3 separate regions of the Mus musculus genome follow, and regions 1 and 2 are each linked to region 3. The links are chromatin contacts, called in public Hi-C and Micro-C maps. All regions are on one chromosome and are shown on one strand. The core of a region is the stretch at or near the end of the contact, and the rest is flanking DNA. Distances in the headings are between cores, read along the strand shown.

What was found. Hi-C and Micro-C count contacts between places; a contact is called where the count stands out from the background.
Region 1: a contact with region 3 is called in a Hi-C map of embryonic stem cells, with 1.6 times the contacts expected there. The contact joins the promoter of Scube2 here to the promoter of Denn2b in region 3. A contact is called at or near these places in 4 of 484 Hi-C or Micro-C datasets (all in embryonic stem cells) and 2 of 115 datasets of contacts at active chromatin or transcription factors (extraembryonic endoderm stem cells and trophoblast stem cells).
Region 2: a Micro-C map of the AtT-20 cell line shows a contact between it and region 3, with 6 times the contacts expected there. The contact joins the enhancer-like site here to the promoter of Denn2b in region 3. A contact is called at or near these places in 2 of 39 promoter capture datasets (the 3T3-L1 cell line and liver), 5 of 484 Hi-C or Micro-C datasets (the AtT-20 cell line, the G1E-ER4 cell line, Th1 cells and 2 more), 1 of 115 datasets of contacts at active chromatin or transcription factors (embryonic stem cells) and 3 of 9 other capture datasets (adipose tissue, liver and pancreatic islet).

Annotation. Positions count from the first base shown.
Region 1 is chr7:109,863,911-109,867,335 of GRCm38.p6, forward strand. Scube2 (signal peptide, CUB domain, EGF-like 2) reads right to left here and starts at 1,769. Exons shown (of 22, transcript NM_020052.2): 1 at 1,550-1,769; 2 at 195-317. The coding sequence starts at 1,676.
Region 2 is chr7:109,465,568-109,469,107 of GRCm38.p6, forward strand. All of the region lies in intron 10 of Trim66 (tripartite motif-containing 66), which reads right to left. Among named protein-coding and RNA genes, the nearest start is that of Stk33, 28 kb to the left of the region's middle. Within about 2 kb of position 2,209, at least 14 of the 459 cell types and tissues checked have an H3K27ac peak or open chromatin away from gene starts, as enhancers often do. A contact at or near this core is called in the AtT-20 cell line, where this site is marked.
Region 3 is chr7:109,615,879-109,619,654 of GRCm38.p6, forward strand. It overlaps Denn2b (DENN domain containing 2B), which reads right to left and starts at 1,269. Exons shown (of 20, transcript NM_001001326.1): 1 at 1,180-1,269.

The DNA.
Region 1 (3,425 bases), core at 519-3,018, 250 kb after region 3:
GTTTGGAGCCAGAGAAAACTGTAACCATTCGGGAAAGGACCCAATGTCCCAGCCCTTTGAGGATCTGAAAATCATTTCAAAAAGCAGGTGGCAGAATTCAAGATAGGAGGAGTCATTTAGCCAACGGGAGCTACAAAAGCTAAGGAGGTGGCCGCTTCCCCGCTGCCCACCTACCCACTGCCCAAATCACTTACCCTCACACTGCCTGCCTTCCCCTTGGTAGCCAGGCTTGCAAGAGCACTTGTAGGAAGTGGGTGTGTTCTGACACAGTGCATCAGCATGGCAGTCATCGAGCCCTTGGGCACACTCATCCACATCTGCAAAAGAACACAGCAAGCACCTTTTATGCTATCCACGCTGTGAGTGATCTCTCTCTCTCTCTTTCTCTCTCTCTCTCTCTTTCTCTCTTTCTCTCCACCTCCCCCAAGCCCACCCCTCTCCACTCCTCCAACCACCCCCATACTGCTACGACACCCTGGGATAAAGGATACCATGCCCAGGCCAATTTCCAGATGCACTCTTCCAAGTGGAATCAGCCAAGTAAGGAGGCTGCCCTTACTGGCCTCCAAGACCCAGTTCAGATTGTGGATGCACCTCCTCTTGGAAGTGAGCCACGATCCCCTAATGTCAGGTAGATGTTCCCACCACAGGCTCCCATGTATTTAGCTCATTCAGAGCACAGAGTATGCAGGGTTGTCCCTGTCCACCCTCACCTGTCTCTCCACCGTGACCTGACAACTGAATTAGCTCTTTGATGCCAAGCCAGCACCGTGCCTGGCATATAAGAATATAGTAGACTGCCTGCTAAGGGAGAGGAACAAAGAGCAGAGTTGGCTAGAAAGTTCCAGAAGACCGCCAAGACAGCTGTCTCTCAGCTTTCTGAGTCTGGGATGTGGGGGTGGAAGTTTCCCTGGTCTCAAGCAAACAGCATCCTGAGCCCTCAGACTGTGCAAGGTAGGAATAGTGTCCCAGAGGCCCCAGCCCCAACCCTGCCAGTTCTCTCAACCTGCAAACCCACCATAGCCAAAGCATCTCCAGAGTCGATACCACTCCTGGATATGAAGATAAAAGCGAACGAGTTTTGAAAGAATTTTAAGTTCAGTCAAAGTAGACTGTGCAGAGTTCTATTACATGGCTGCTCCAAATTTGGAGGTTTAGGGCCATTCCAGGTCTTGGCACAGTAACAGTTCCGTGCCCACAGAAGTCTCCGCAGCTCATCCTGGAGCTAGCAGAACTTATCAGCCCCAAAGGAAAAAAGGGGGCCAAATTGCCACGAGCTCAGTTTCCCCATCCACACAAGGGGGGCTGGACCCTGGGCCCCAGTCCCATTCAGCAACAGATACTGGACAACAGGCACTCTCAGAGAACCTTTTCAGAAGAAAAGAAAAAAACAAAAACAAAAAACATAGGTACCAGGGCGGGAAAGGTCAACAGCCCTTCGATGGCAGGGACAGAGGGTGAGGGCTCTCCGGATCGAGAGACTAGGCAAGGGGACTCAGGAGTCCCTGTCCTGCGCCGTGCCAGGTGCGCCCCGCGGCTGCACACTCACCCTCGGACGGCCCGTTGGTGAGACCCCGGTCGGGAGGGACGGCGGCGGCCAGCAGCGGCGGCAGCAGCAGCAGCAGCAGCAACAGCGCCCGGGCTTCCCGAGGCCGACCGCAACCCGCGACCCCCATGGCAGCCGCAGCGCAGAGCCGCGTAGAGCCTGCGGCGGCAGCGGCGCGGGGAGGCGTGTGCGGGCTCCCGGCCTCTGCGCCCGCGACACCCCCGGCCCCGCCCGCCCCGGAGCCCCGGCCTCATTTTCACACGGTCTTCAGTGCCGCCCCGCCCGTCTGGCCCCTCCCCGGCCCGGGGCGGAGGGGGCGCGGCCGCCGTGGCCCGAGCCGCTGTCAGCAGAGCCCTGCGCTCGCTCTCCCGCTCGCTCGCGGAGTCTTGGCTCCCCTGTGCCCAGTGCCCTCCAACTTGACCCGGTCCTTCCAAACTGAAGAAGTCACAGGGCGCCCCGAGAGTGTCTCGGAGAGTACCCATACAATGGGACCCCAGGCCCAGCACCCCTCCAGCAACATTTTCTTGGGGTTCCACATACAAGAGGACTCAGAACAAGGCTATCTGAGTGACCCCAGCTGCTTTGCCCAGGCTATTACACATTTGACTGCCTGAGCCTGGCCCTAGCCAGACCTCGCTGATACCTTAGTTCCAAAGTCACCCTGAAGCTGTGATGTGAGAACGATCTCTCTCTCTCTCTCTCTCTCTCTCTCTCTCTCTCTCTCTCTCTCTCTCTCTCTCTCTCCACTCCCCCCTCTCCTCCCCTCCCCCCCTCACACACACAAACTTTGTCCTGGGGTATCTATGACCCACAGGAACTTATAAATATCAGAAATGGTGAGCTGCAAATAGAGGCCATGGCCAGCACCTATTCCCCACGCCCAGGCCTTCCCATCTTTTCCAGGCTCCGGTGACTGAGGCCATTACAGTCTGCATCATTCTAGGAACAAATGCTTTAGGGACCCCTTGATGGAAGAAACAGAAGGCCATACGCAGAGATATGAATTTGGATTTCTCTGAATGGTTCTTACTCATTTTCTCCTGTGAATATTTACATACATCTTCATTACTACATATACTGCACATATATATGTGTGTGTGTGTGTATTCACACCACTAACTCCTTGATATTATTATTATTAATACCTCACCAAAACCCCCCACCTAGCACATGTACAAGAACACACATCTTCTAGGGGGTCTGGCTACCGCTACAGCTTCCCACCTCAGCTCTCTGAGCAGCTGTCTGCCACCCCAGCCTGTGTCTGCTCAGGGGCCAGGCTGAGCCTGTCTTTTGGGGAATGTTATGTATTCTGCTGTGGATGGAGACTCTGAGAAAAGAACTTTCCTGTGTTTTCCCTTTAACCTTTCCTCTCCAGTAAAGGCAGTCAGGTCCCACCCCTTTCTCTGTCTCTGGCTCCTCCCTCCCACTCCTTTTGTATTTGCTGCTGAGAGAGACACTTGGCTATTTCTAGTTTGAAGGGTGGGTTTTTTTGTTTTGTTTTGTTTTAACACATTTGTAAATCTTCACTTAGTGAAATGTTCCCTCCAGCCTTTGTCGGAGTGTCTTTAATGGTCGCCATAAATTACCGCCTTCTTTTCTCCTGCGTGCATCAGGCTTCATTGCTTTTGAAATGATCAAAGTTATTTCTTCTAAAATCCAACTCAAAACTTCCCATTGTGTGGCACAGCGCACAGCGCTCTTCAGTCAAAGCACATAAATACATAAAGCTGCCCATTAAACCCTAAGTAGCCTCTTCCAGCACCCTCGTGCCTGGTAAAGACAGTTGTCGTTTGTATCCCCTGCTCCGTTACTCCAAGTTTATGTATCACCAGGAATATAAATCCATAATAAGGCCTAGTGCTTTTTGCCTGAAAGG
Region 2 (3,540 bases), core at 959-3,458, 150 kb before region 3:
CCAAAATGTACTCATTTCAATGCAGGAAGAAAGTGGATAATCAAGAGCTCTCACTGCTCTCTGCCAGTGTCACACATGAGCAGAGCTACAGCAGGACCTTGCGGGCAAGTAGAGCCAGGGAGGAGAGCAGGGCTTCTAACGAGCATGCCAGGGTTGGGCTTGGGAATACGGCCACACAGTGGCCAAGGTTTCACTCACAGAAAGAGCTTCTGCCAGGAAGGAAGGAGACCTGACCTTTGCAGTACCCAGTGTGGTTGAGAGGTCAAGCAAGAAAAAGCAAAAGTGGATTCCTGCCATAAAGCCTCACAAGAATATGACTTACTACTAATTGATTTGAACTGCTCAACTTCATCACACACATAAAACCTTCAGGCTTCATAAAGTGTGTATTTTGAGGTTTGCAAGGAAAGTCGACTATTTTCTAGTTCAGAAAGGAAGAATCAACATGCCAAGAACCCTTTGCTCTGTTACTGAACTCGGGTCTTTAGAGGGTGAGGGGAGACCACCCTGAGACTAGGAACCCATTCTTAACCCTTCATTAGCGCCAGCTCACCTGCTCCTAACTGTCCTCCTCCTCCACGGGACCCAAGTGTTAGGGACTCTTGCCCTCCTCCTCATCTCAGTTCATCTGTTTGTTGAGACAGGGTCTTGCTATGTAGCTCAGGAAGACATTGAACTTCTGATCTTCCTGCCTCCTCCTTTCAAGTGCTGCTCTACTACACCCAGGTCTATGAGGCAGTAAGGATGGAACTCAGGGTGCTGTGCACGCTAAGCAAGCAACTGAGCTCCATTCATTCCAGACCCATCTCCTTCTTTTTGTCTGCCTGTGTGAGCACACCACTGTCTTTTCATCTGTCCTTACCACCTGACTTGCCATCTTGCCTGAGAGCTCCCTGTCTTTTCTGACAATCACCCATGCAGCTCTTTACCCAGCCTCTGACCTGTCTAGTAGCTTTCCTGTAACCTGCTGAGCACCCTCTCCCACTACACCACCCACGTCTCCTTCTGGAGTTCTGGAGTTACTGTTCTAGTGTTTGCCACACGGTATTCTCAAAATTCAGAGAAAGCTTTGTTCTTTCACTGAAACAAGGAGGAAAGTGGAGACAGTGACTACCCAGATTTCCCAAGTCCATCTAAGCCCAAGGATAGGTAGGAATCTTGGTCTAGCCTGGGAAACCTGCTAGATGATCTTAATTTTTTGCCATTGGCTAGAAATCCAGTATCCTAGTGAGAAGTAATTATAAAATAACAAACAGACACATAGTATACATGTCCTGAGTTTATTATATCTCTGGTTCTTCCAGCAAGATAACATTTCTGCAGATAAAGCAGGACGATGACATGCTGTCCCTCATCAATTCACCCCAGATATCTGAAACATACTGTGTCTTTAACAACGAAATGAATTAGTTTAAGAACATTATTTTGGCTGGGCAGTGGTGGCCCATGCCTTTAATCCCAGCACTCAGGAAGCAGAGACAGATCAATCTCTGAGTTTGAGGCCAGCCTTCCCTACAGAGAGGGTTTCAAGACAGTCAGGGCTACACAGAGAAACCTTGTCTTGAAACAAAACATAACAAAGCAACCATTATTTTGGGTGGGATGACTTCTCAAACCGTAACTATGACATAGTCTCACTAAGCAGAACTAACGGAAGCTAGCACATAAATGCCCAGCTGAGATGCGGCAGAGTCCAGTAACGCTTCCAGAGTCTCTTCAGAGTGGAAGGCTTGGCGTGTCCCTTCGGCAGCCTCATATGTGGCCTTTCTTCAGGTGAAGTTGCCGTCTTCCTTCTTGGCAGTTTCCATTATACAAATCCTAACTCCTCACTTCTAATCTCCTCATTGCTTGAATGTAGAAAGTGAGCAGCTCCTTACGCAGGTCGTGGCCGGGGGGGGGGGGGGGGCACACCTTTAATGCCAGCACTCAGGAGGCAGAGGCGGGAGGGTCCCTGAGCCCTGAGTGTGAGCCAGTCTGGTGTACAGAAAGAGGTCCAGGACAGCCAGGGCTATGCAGAGAAACCCTGTCTCACAACTGCACACCCCATGCTTCCCACCCCCAGAAAAGAGAGAGAGAGAGAGAGAGAGAGAGAGAGAGAGAGAGAGAGAAGCAACCTTAAAGAAAACCATGTTTCTAAACTTGCTTGCTCAAGCTATATCCCATGTGTGGGCTTATGATGTCACACATGCTAGAATGGCCGCATGGGTGTGTACCATCTGTCTCTGTTGTTGTTCCAAAGCTCTTTCTGCTCACTGCTGGTTTCAGGTTGCTTCACAGTGGTTAACATCACCAGAGAGCACTGGGCTGATATACAGCAGGAAAGAGGATCATACACTGAAAGTTCTTTCTCTCTCTCTGGCTGGGGATGCAGATAAGGAGAGGTAATTTACCATACAGAGGTAAACGGACTTATGAATATAAGGGCTCAGAATATCTGAGCGTTTTAACAGCTTCAGATAGGCAGACTGTTTTTTTTAACAGTAGGAGATCACAGAACAGCCAAACGAGGCAGGTGAAGAAGCAACTAACCTAGCTAGTAGCTGGTGTCACATATCGGTTTTTTACATGTTGATTTTTAATAGTAGTGTTGTTGCTATCACTGGCAGTGAGCTCTCAACCACCTCAAAAGGCTCCTGTGTTAATTAAAGCTACTCTGAGGGGCACTCCCGCTGACCAGAGTCAAACGGGGTCATAGGAGATGAAAGAGTTGGAAAGTACCCAGGGCCTTGATGATCTGAGACAATGAGGACCCTAGAGACTGAAGTGGGAGGAAGAGGAAAGGCGTGAGTGGAATTCAGTAGGTCTGCAATGAAAGCCAGCAGAGTGAAACTCACAAAACCTTAGAGGCTCGGGTGAGTCTGCTCAGGCTACTGGAGGAGACTCTCAGCCTATGTGTGAGCAAGTGCCTGTTTCCTTGTGGACCAGGTGATGTGGGCAAGAGTCAGGCTTGGTCTGTGAAGGACTTCACGAGAGAACTAAAGAGAGAGAGCTTCTTAAAGAGATAGACTCACATGCAACCGAGAAGTGTTTGGCTTGACTCCTAAAGGAGAGAGCAGATTGTAGCACAGTTCTGCAGCTGCCAGCCAGGACCTGGGACACTCCCTCGGAAAGCTTCGCCAGGCCCAGGGAACAACATTCTGACTACTTTCAGGACCATCTTTTATGACTATGAGATCACTGCTGAGGTTGAATATCCAGGATCTGGTCCACAACAATTGATTCAGGGATGTGAAGACAAGATGCATTTTCTCACATATGCCAGGCTTACAGTTCTGTTTAGGTGAGTCAGTTCTCATCTCTGGGCTAGAATGTCCTCTTCCACAGGCTGATGTAAATCTCATGGAGCCATTATAAGAGGTGTTAAGAGTTAGGTGTCTGGGACTGGAGAGACAGTGACAACTGGAGCGGTGTCAGCAACTAAGAGCACTGACTGCTCTTCCAGAGGTCCTGAGTTCAATTCCTAGCAACCACATGGTGGCTCACAACTATCTGTAATGGGATCTGATGCCTTCTTTTGGTGTGTCTGAAGACAGCGACAGG
Region 3 (3,776 bases), core at 19-2,518:
CTGAGCTTCATTAGCTACTTTGATTGTTGTTACAAGTCAGACATAGCAGCATGGAGATAAGAGAGCACGAGGTAAAACCGACCAAGCTGCTCAAAAGTTTCCACATAAGAACTTCAACAGTGCTAGAGCGATGAGAACTCATTTTCCTATAAAAGAACCTTCCTGTGAAAATATCCAGTGGCTTTGTGCTAAATAAAAGCAGAGTGAAGCCTAAACATCTCCGATTCAGCCAGAGTGAGATTAGCTAGATTTGCAAAGTCAAGAAAATTGGCAGTTTCCCTCCTCCTCCCGGAGCTAATAGAATCCAACTGTTGGAGTATGACATCATTCTCGACCCCCAAACTCTGAAGTGAAGAGCACAGACACTGGCCTGCCATAAACAGCCCGACTCAAAGCAAGGGGCTCAGAGGTGCCCTTACCTGGTAGTCCGGGTGATTTCTTGCCCACTCCATTCTCCACAGAGGCTGGCTCACACCACAGTCGCTTAGGGAGCCCAGGGCCCCCAGATCCACTGGCTTAAGCTCCAGTACCTGCTGCGAACTTCCCACAGCTCCTTCCTCTGACCTTTCAAGACACTCCTTCCAGCCAAGTGAGCAGAGCTAGCGCAGCTAGCCAGTCAGGCTGGTTGTCATGGAGACCTGTCCTAGGCTGCACACACGCTTGCAGGCTTGCTCTCACTCAGCTAGGCGCTCTCCCTCAACCCGGTGTCCCAGGAGCGAGCTAGCACGCGCACGTTTATGCGTGCGCGTGCTTCTACACATTCTCTGAGTTCTAGCCGGCCTTGAAACAGCGCGGTCTTTTGATCGGCTCAGTTTATGCATGCATTCCACTCCTCCTACCTCCCTTCCAGTCAACCAGGAGCCCAGGTCTGTTCCTGGGAACTTGCTGCAACAACCCAGAGGGGAGAAGGGTGAGGACAGTGAGTGGACTTGTTTTCCTCCCCTCTAGTGTCTCAGCTTTTATAACTTGGAAGAATCCCTGCCAAAGGGGAGGGAGCTAGCTGAAGGCTTGGAGGGGAAGCAAGCACTTCCTCTGGGTCCTGCAGCAGCAGCGGAATGAGGAGGGACCCTGATGCGTGCTGCCTCAACTTGTTTGTTCGCTTGGGATTTTTCAGGAGCATTTGGGGCAGAAACACAGTTCACATCCTAGAAGCTGGCCTAGACTGGCCTCTCTGGTTACCTTGTTGACTGTTCAGGTCCTGGAGACAGCTTTTAGCCAGTACAGGGTCCCATGGTACTAGTGCCAGAGCCCAAGCAGTCTCTTGTCTTCCTGCAAAGGAGAAGAAACAAACTAGATCAGGATTAGGAGGAACACTGTTTAAGTCTACAGTCAGAGCCAGGACATCAAACACAATGCAAACAGCCTCCTCTCTGAACAAAAGATCCACAGCCCAGGCCTCCAATGAGAAACTGTACAAGTGCCAGGGCCGTACCTGGGACACAGAAGGCCCTTTTAGTAGCCCTATGTATACTTTTGCTTGGATGCTGCCTAACCCTCTCAAAATAGATGTACTAGTTTGTTTGATGCTCTTAACACACTGGTCAGATAGGTTTGCTACCATTTTATAGATGGGATCACTGAGGCCCAGAGAGATCAGATACTTGATCCACACTTACCTAACTAGTTAGGAACTGAGAGTAGAGACAAGTCAAGGGTCTCCTAGTCCTTTATGTTTTGCTATAAAGTACACAGAAGCCTGATCTTGAAAACCAGCTCATTTTCTAAGAACCACAAGTGTGGGCCTCCAAGGGAAAGTGAAGACTCTATCTAAGTCCTGTTAAGGTAAATCTATCTGCCACCCTTCTAGCCCAAAGATTTAATGACCGATAACATCTATGACATGCACAATATCTGCTGCAAACTAGAGAAAAAATGCCCTGCCCTACCCCCAAGTACTATCTTACATCTTCCCAAAATAACCTCCCAAATCCTGGTTCATTTTTTTCTCTGACAGAGTAGTCCTAAAAGTTACGACTGGTGTTATATTAATTTAACACATTTTAAAAATGTATCTAAAGTAAAGTTAAATTACTTGCTCCCATTTACTGAACCAGGAAATGAGAGATCCAAAACCAGTGTCCAAGCCTTTCAACTTTCTGGCATACATTAAGCAGAACAGTTGCCAAGAATACCAGAGCTAGAGTCACAAGACCTTAGCAGTGCCTGACCTCATCGCCAACTGGCCACCTGTCACTGAGCCAGCCTCCTCCCGACTTTCTACTTTCTATGAATATATCTCATACTGGGGTGGCAGAGGACTAGGGTGTGAGGTGCAGTGTCAAGGTGCTATTAGTCAAAAACACTTCAAATTAGGCACTCAGCTCTCATCCACCACCCCCCAATTGTTAGTACCTCTCCTCCACCAATCTAGTAGATATATTTTTCAAGTAGAACTCGGGGTTGGTAAATGGATTGACTGCATGTGGGAAGGTGGAGGCTGATGAGGATGAAGACAATGAGGCTCAAGGAGGCCATTCTCCAATGCTGCTCCTCAAAATAATGCTGGGGGAGGGGTGGGGGGGCCCTGATGGAATCTGTAACGCTTATCCCTTGCAGAATTCCTTGTGATGTTGACTCACCTTCAGTATGCTACAAAATTCCCAAAACCAGACTTTGGTTGACTTGAATTTAACTCACAAATATATGCTGAAGATAATACACAAAAACACGACATAAAACCCAAGTAGAAATGGCAGACTACTACAGATCCTTAAGTAGTGATAAGCCCAGAATCCCCACATCTGCATAGGAATTCAGTATCACTAAAGCTCTGTTTCTCTTTCCTCTTAAACACAGCAAATTCTGCTCTTTATCTGAACCCAAGGAACACACACCTGCCTAGTCTCCGAACCCAGATGAGGCAAGTCCACCCCTTTCTACAATAAGATCAAATTCACTGGAGTTGACAATATCAACTAAAATTTTCTGGGACCCTTCCAGTCAAACAGTGTGAGTCAGGCTACCAAAGCAGAAAGTCAGTCACTAAAGTAATCTAAATGTTAAAAGCCCTAAGACCAGACACACAACGCAGGCCATGCTCCCCCTAGCGGCACACCGGAGTTAGAGATTCTTTGGTATCTTGTCCTTAGAAAGAATAAAGTTGGGGCCTGAATTGGGGAGACCAGAACCCTTCTGTTGCATATGAGCTCCTGGAACTGGAAAGAAGCAAGGCCAGCCGACTTCCTCTGTTGCCTCTGCAGGACTGGATTCAGATCACGCCTGATTGGCTTTTTCTGAAGGAGGATTGTACAGACCCACGTTGTCTGCCAGTGGGTCAGTCAAGCTTGTAATACCAATTTCTCAGGAGGCTGAAGTAAACTGCAATGTCACCAACTGCCTTGGCTACAGAGGGCAGTCTGGGTAATTCAATGAAATCTTGTCTCAAAATTAAAAATAAGGGCTATAGGGTTAGAGAGATTGCTCAATGGCTAAGAACATAGTTACTTTTGCAGAGGAACCAGGTTTGGTTCCTAGCACCCACATGATGACTTACAACCATCCATAACTCCAGTTCCAGGAGATCCGATACCCTCTTCCAACCTCCATGGCACACGAATTTTACACAAACACACACACAGGCAAAATACTAATATACATAAATAAATCTTTAAAAATAAACAAACAAAATAAGGATGTGGTTTGAATATGCTTGGACCATGGGAAGTGGGACTATTAAAAGGTGTGGCCTTGTTGAAGGCAGTGTGTCACCGTGTAGGCAGGCTTTGAGAATTCCTAGTGCTCATGCTCCACCCAGTGTGGAAGTAAGAGTGTCCTTC